Regions from separate parts of the Gossypium hirsutum genome. Here region 1 is linked to region 2. Evidence: chromatin contacts called from public Hi-C data. All regions are on one chromosome and are shown on one strand. Each heading gives the region's core, a stretch centred on a gene start, on an enhancer-like site or on the middle of the called end of the contact. The rest is flanking DNA. Distances are from core to core; before and after follow the strand shown. Region 1 holds the start of LOC107896785. Region 2 has its middle 40 kb from the start of LOC107896791.

The links. A called contact is a pair of places that touch in the nucleus more often than the background predicts.
Region 1: a contact with region 2 is called in a Hi-C map of leaf, with 2.4 times the contacts expected there. The contact joins the promoter of LOC107896785 here to the enhancer-like site in region 2. A contact is called at or near these places in 7 of 34 Hi-C or Micro-C datasets (callus, leaf, petal and 1 more).

What each region holds. Positions count from the first base shown.
Region 1 is chrA10:81,720,897-81,724,550 of Gossypium_hirsutum_v2.1, forward strand. LOC107896785 reads left to right here and starts at 1,661. Exons shown (of 2, transcript XM_016822055.2): 1 at 1,661-1,947; 2 at 3,388-3,654. The coding sequence starts at 1,919.
Region 2 is chrA10:81,447,081-81,450,704 of Gossypium_hirsutum_v2.1, forward strand. No RefSeq gene overlaps it. Among protein-coding and RNA genes, the nearest start is that of LOC107896791, 40 kb to the left of the region's middle. Within about 2 kb of position 1,526, at least 9 of the 9 cell types and tissues checked have an H3K27ac peak or open chromatin away from gene starts, as enhancers often do. A contact at or near this core is called in leaf, where this site is marked.

The DNA.
Region 1 (3,654 bases), core at 411-2,910, 270 kb after region 2:
TTTTGACTTCAACATGAATCTATTACATTATTCTTCTTTGGAACATAATAGATCAATTTTGCATGAGAAAATGATAGATAAATTAATGGAGTTTGATAAAGAAAGATGTAGAAAGAGAATGTGTAATTAATCCAGACATCCCCAATCATAATGTCTCCCTTTTGCAGCAGCTTTTGGAGTTTCTGATATAACACCACCCACATTTGAATCATGATGCCATGGCCGTCCATTCTAACATTAATCTATATCTTATTCACAAAGTACAATTAATAATATAATACCTATATACTACTTACCATAAAAGAACAAAGCCCACCATTTTGGTGGATTTTAGGCATATAAAAATTTATCTCAATTTTAAGGCTCATACTTTTACAATATTACAATATATACTCCATTAAAGACTGCTATGAAAAGGCTAATCAAAGTCAAATCCATACCAACACTATAAAAGCAGTAGTAAGGAAAAATACATGTTTAAATTTGAGGGATAATGTAGTTGAAAATAGTACTTATGAATCTCAAAAATAAATCATAGAGTGAACATGATAAATAAATAATAAAAAAAGTCTATTATTTTGTCTATAAATATCCATTTTAATTATTTTTTATTATATTCAAATTTGATTTTTTTATTTTTATAATATTAATAGTAGGTCGGTTAATTAGAACTTAAAATAATAAAATTGGGATATTTAATCATTGTTTATGTAAAAGAAATATGGAAAGGAAACAACAAAATTATTGGTCTTCAACTTGGAAAATAGTTGATCTCAATTTGCTAAAATTCATAGTTAGGTTGAAATATGAAACCTAACCAAAAAGAGTTGATTTATGTTTTCTGGTAACAAAGGCCATGCATGCATGTCTTCAACTAAAACAATCTCTCACTTGCTATAATTATACATGATTATACTGAATGCTCCCTTCCTTTATAATTATGATTTACTTTACAACCCACTTTTGGATTAATATGAAATTGTTTTATCTGTGATCCGATCAAAACTAAAAAAAAAGTTATATGAAAATAGTTTAAATTAAATTATTAATTTTTGAGAGGGATCAAAAATATAAGTATTCCATTTTGTTAAAAGGTTAAAAATGATTAAAGTATACCATTTACTGACTTTAGATCGTAAAATGTTTTCAAATGTAAAGGATCAAAAGAATAATATTTCAATATTATAAATTAGAACACTTGTAATCATAAAGAAATTAAAATTAAGAGCTCCTTTATACGTAAATATACAATGTTCGTCTTAAAATTCGATCACAATCCAAACTTTAACTTGATATGACGTGGGTCAAAATGTCATATTAGTCCTTGTACTTATGCAGGATTTCAGATTTAGTCCTTATACTTTAAAGGTTAAAAAATTCAATCCTCCTACTGTTCTAATTTAAAATTTTTAATTCAATCATTATATATATTATTAATTTCTGTCAAATTTATTAATTTAATATGTTTATTTTTTGTCAATACATCTATTGTCATAATGTTAATTTGACAAATTTTGACGAAAAATATTAAAAATAGAGGGAGCACAAATTTTACAAGGTTGTAAAGTGGCATGAAGGGGTAATAGAGTAATTGCATTAAAAAGTAGTCACAATGAAACTTTGCCTTTAAAAATTGAGATTCTCTCTCTTAAGAAAAAGAGAAAGAAATCAGTTGAAATCATGGCTGCCAAATGAAAAGCAAAGAGTGTTCGTAATAAAGAAAAGAAAAGAAGGGCACATCACATTACCAACTCTCCCATGCCTTTCAGACTCATCCCTTCAACTTGAAGGCCAAAAAGCCTTTATTTTATTTTTTTGTATTTTTCACCTCTTTCTCTTTCAACACACAGATGAAAATTCCCTGTTTTCTCATCTTTGCTCACCTCTTTCATTCATCGCTCTTCACCTTGCTTTGTTCATGCAAGATCCTAAGAACTCTCACACAAGGTAAACCTTTTTCTCTCTTTCTTTTTTCCTTTTCTGCATGTAATCCGAATGCTGCTACATTGCTCGGATCAATTCAAACATTTCTCATGAATTATCACCTGTTTTAGTATCGATTGTCTGTTTTTGCTGTGAACAATGTTGCTCATAGAATAGATAGGAATGGTGTTGCCAATTCTACCCAAATTGAATTGATTTTGAAAACTTGTTGAGATCAGCTCGGCAAGTTTGCATACAAGGGTGTTAGTTAAAATGCCCCTGATTTTCATGCAGTTTTGATTTGAGTAAGAAATGTTCAAAATCTGCAGACTCAGCAGTTTTCTTTTGCACATTTGTCCACTAAGTGCTTTGCTTAGTGGGCCTATATCTTTACTTGATTTGATCCAATAAGCTAAGTTAAGTCAATGGTTTGAGCCTTATGGCTTGTGTAAGAAATTCCAATCCAATCTTGCCTACCTGAAATCCATTATGTAATATTTATACTAAATCATGCGACACTAGGTATGATATTAATTATCATTAAAAAAAAAAAAGGTATATTAATTTTTTTCACTTATTTAATTGGTGACGTCAACTCAGGAGATATTTATACAGTAAGTGTAGATATAGATAGTAAATTTGTAACTAAAGAACAGCATAGACCCTTAATACCAAAAAGAAAATACATAAACCCTGATCAGAAAGTATGCATTTGATCGTCCAAAAATCGTTGCTAAGATCATTTACAATTTATTTTTTACAAAAAATAAAAAAATAAAAAAAATAAAAGTTGCAATCTGAAAATATAAGAAGATATATTGTCCTAGAGGGTGTCTTGTTCAAGTAACAATTCTAATGTATATTGATATTGTCCTAATTTTGATCTAACACCTATAATCTCTCTTAACACTAATTAAGAAACTGTCGAGATTTTATCTTTATAGGATCTGATCATATCTATTTTATTTGACATAATATCTAGAATTATTCATAACTCTTTCCCAACTCATAAATAATAAGAAAATAATGCGCTTCAGTATATTTAAACTTATGTCCTCTTGCATAAACAACAATACCCATGCCAATCGAGCTAAGAATAAATATATATATTCAAAAACTTTTTTTAAGTTTGACTGACATTAACAGGGTCTTCGAGGTCATATTCCATACTGATATCTGAATATCTACGGAGCATGGTTACTTCAAAAAGGAAAAAAAAATTGAAGCAACATTATTTTAATATATATATATGTCTATATATATGTATAGTGAATATGAAAGTATCCAAAAAGAAGCATGAATTTAACTTTTCCTTTGATATACGTAGTAGTAATTATAAAGTTGATTGTGGTTTTGATATTGGCTTTTTTACGATTTTGGCGTTTTGGTCTTCATCCTCAACAGTTTTTCCAAAAAAAGTCTTGCTCAAGATTTGATGCTATAGTTTTGCTTGATTTTCCATAGGAAGCCTTGGTATCAAAGAGCAATGGAGAGGGCCACCGTATGGAAAACTGTTTCGAAGACGGCCGGAATCCCTACTACAAATGCTACAACATTGTGGAAAACCATTTCAAGACCAACTGAAATCCCCATGGCGAATGCAACATTTTGGAAAGCGATTCCCAAGTCCACCGAAATCCCTTCAACTCATCCCAATAGATCGGAGAAGCTACGGAAATGTACTTCCCTAAGGGTTGCCACTACGTTTACTCGAGTTTGTCTATGTGCACC
Region 2 (3,624 bases), core at 276-2,775:
TGTCTGATTTTATTTTACATGAACTGAAATTGATTTTAATGGTACGGTTATAAATTTTGATCGAACTGATTTGATGGGTATTGTTTTAATTTATGGGGTATTGGAAATAATAGGAATTGTATTGAAAAAACATTGGGCTCAGAACATGAGTAAAATGGAATAATTCTCTCTGAACTCTGGCAACAATTCTTCTCGTCTGGTAATAGATGATGGTGATGGGTCTCGGGCGGATGTGGACCATAATACAAAGAAAGGCTGTTTTAAAGAAGGAAATGGTGAGGAAGATACTGACGTGATGGTTGAATCTGGATCGAGTCCAAAGATATCCTGGAAGGATAAACTTCTGGGATTAATCCTGAAGCGATTGATAAAGAAGAGTTGGGTTCTCCTAGTGTCGATGCTGATGATGATCTTGAATTTATAGAATGAGACATCCACAGATCTATCGTCAAAGGAATTCCTGACATTGATTTCTCATAAAGGATTCAAAAAATACTGTTCCAACAAATGTAACTCACGGTAGTCATTAAACTACTTGGAAGAAACATAGGGTACGGGGCCCTTAATAATCAAATTAGTAGCCTTTGAAATCCTACCAAGCCATTCCATCTCATAGACATTTAGAATGGATATTATCTGGCTAAATTTCAATCCACGGATGATTATACTAAAGTATTATCGCAAGGGCCTTGGCTGATTTATGGTCAATATTTGATAGTTCAAGCCTAGACAAAAAATTTCAGCCCCTTACAACCTTACCCGAGCATGGTGTTGGCATGGATAAGGTTACCAGGTCTTCCAGGTTTTTTATACAAGAAGAAAATTATTGAAGAAATTGGAGGTACGATTAGGAAATTAGTTCGGTTGGATTTCAATACCGATAGCAGGATTAGAGGCCGGTTCGCCAGGATGGCTGTCTGCATCAACTTGGACAAGCATTTGATTGCTCGAGCCCTCGTGAACGGCAGAAATCAGAGAGTCTAATATGAAGCGTTGCCGACCATTTGCTTCTCTTGCGGGAAGTACGGCCATACCAAGGAATTATGTGCTTTGATGCAATCAGATTCTGGCCTAGAGAAGGAGCAGGAGAATGGTACTTCGACGGAGACGAGGAAAAGAGGAAAATTCTTGGATTACAGACCATGGATGGTGGTTGAGAGGAAAAATCAGCAAAACCCTCGGAGTGATATTCTAATTAGAGCGGATATTAAGGGAAAAGGCAAATTGGGTTCCCATTTTGGTGCTTCGGCTAATATGGAAGGTTTGGAGGATTTGGAAAAAGAGCATAATAAGGGAGCTGAGGGAGAGTTGGCCGCTTTTCAGGGGAGATTGAAGGCTGGAGATTTTGTTGAAGAACAAAGACATAAATATCGGGGTAGCCCTAATTTTAATAATAGTATGCGGCTTGGAGGAGATAATTTGGGGTGTTGAGTCTATTAATTTACCTTTGGCTGACCAAGGAGTTAATGGGTCAGTGGGCTGGTCTTCTGATGTGGGGGTTTCAGTTATTGGAGCTGAAGATCCATCTTTTAGCAAGCAAATAAACGATCCTAACAGAATTAATCTGTCCCAAGCCATTAATAGAGTGGGCCCAATCTGCACAAACGCAAGCCATATTTCGACAGACCTAGGGAGTTCTTCTAAGTCCTCATCTGTTTCTGTTCTTAAGACTACGGATGGAAATGTTTTTTATAAAACACATTCTTCTAATTTTAATTCAACACCCATTAATATTTCGTGTCCTAATCCTATTTTTGTTGACCAGGGGGCGAATTTAAATGTGGATTCTGCTTTGACTCCCAAACCTGCTTCTTCGGTGCCAAAGTCGATTGAAGTGCAGGTTATCAATTATTCTGATGACTTAAGTCCCACTGAGCATATTGTTGTTTCTTTTAAAGAAAAAGGATCACCTGATGGTGTCAATTTGGAAAAGGCCCCACTGCAAAATTCTGGTGCTAGCAAGACTTGGAATACGGGGAAAATAATTGAGGGTAAAGAAGGGAGTTTTCAGGCCACTAGGAAAATTAATAAAATCCCTCATGAGAAAGGGAATAATATTAAATTAAAAATTCTTCCAAATTTTCTTTGAGTGACTCTATGGCAGGTTGGCTCAGTCTGTTACCACCTTTCATAGTGCTGACCCTGATGTTTGTAACAACCTATTTTAGTGAAATCAGAATAATGCTTTCGGAATCACAAATTCGAGTCGAAAATAAAATTTATTTTTATTTTATTACATGGTCCATATTATGTTAGAAATGTTATGTGAAAATTTTGATAAGAAAATTTTACCGATAATGTTCTTAATTACGGGAAAGACCAAATCGCATAAAATGCAAAAGTTGAATTCTAGTGGCTAGAAGATTAAATAGCTATGGAATTTGAAACTTGAGGTCCTTATATGGTAATTAGGCCATTAATAAAAAGTTAGTAGATATTTTTGGATGATTCATCCATGGAAAATTAGAAAAAGGCTAAGGACTAAATCAGAAATCAAAATTATTAAAGATGATAAATTAATTAAATAGAAATAAAAATCATTTTTATCATCTTCTTCCTCAAAATATTCCATGGAAACCCTAGGAGAGAGAGAAGAAATTTTCTTGGCCAAATTGGGTAAGTTTTCTTGTCCTGTTTTTAGTAATTTTGATATTTTTGAAATCGGGATAGCTTAATCTATCTATTTGGGGGATTAATTTGAAAAGTTATCAAAGTATGGAAATTAGGTTATAGATGAATATGCTGAAAATTTAAAATTTATGGTAGAAAACGAAAAGTTGTTGATAGATAAACAACTTTTACAAAGTGATTTTTGATGAAAACATGATTTAGGTACTAAAATGTAAAGTTGTGAAAATTGAAGAAAAATTCTAAATTTGATAGAAAATATGTGCTGTAAATTCTACATTTTATGGAAATCAGGTTATGAATGAATATGCTAAAAATTTAAAATTTATGGTAGAAAATGAAAGGTTGTTGATAGATAAATAATTTTTACAAAGTGATTTTTGATGAAAATATGGTTTAGGTACTAAAATGTAAAGTTGTGAAAATTAAAGAAAAAATTCTAAATTTTATAGAAAATATGTGCTGTAAATTCTACATTGAAATTTCGGTTAGGCTTGGAATAGGGAGTAAATTGCACAAATTTCATTTTCCGAGCCTAGGGACAACTGGAATTTATGGAAAAGTTAGGGGCAAAATAGTAATTTTATCGAGGATGTAAATTGATTCCAAATGAATATAAGATGTTTGAATTTGATGTTAAATTTACTCATATAGATCTGGACAGACCAAATTCGGAGCTAGAATGAGGAAAAGAGGAAAATTTCGGATTAGTAGATTTTACGTACACGAACATTTGTCGAGGTAAGTTCGTGTAACTAAATAGTGTATATTTATATGCTTGAATTAAATGTTGTGTTTGTGAATTGTATAAATATCATGTATATATATATATGACATTGAAAATATATCTGACAAAGTCCGATCAACGATAATGCCTGAAAAATGATAAATGATAAAAATATTACTTTTATTCTTGAAATGAATGTGGAATGTGTTTATTTGAATTATATGAATGTTATGGATGTATGAAATAATCACATGCCCGATAATGCTTGA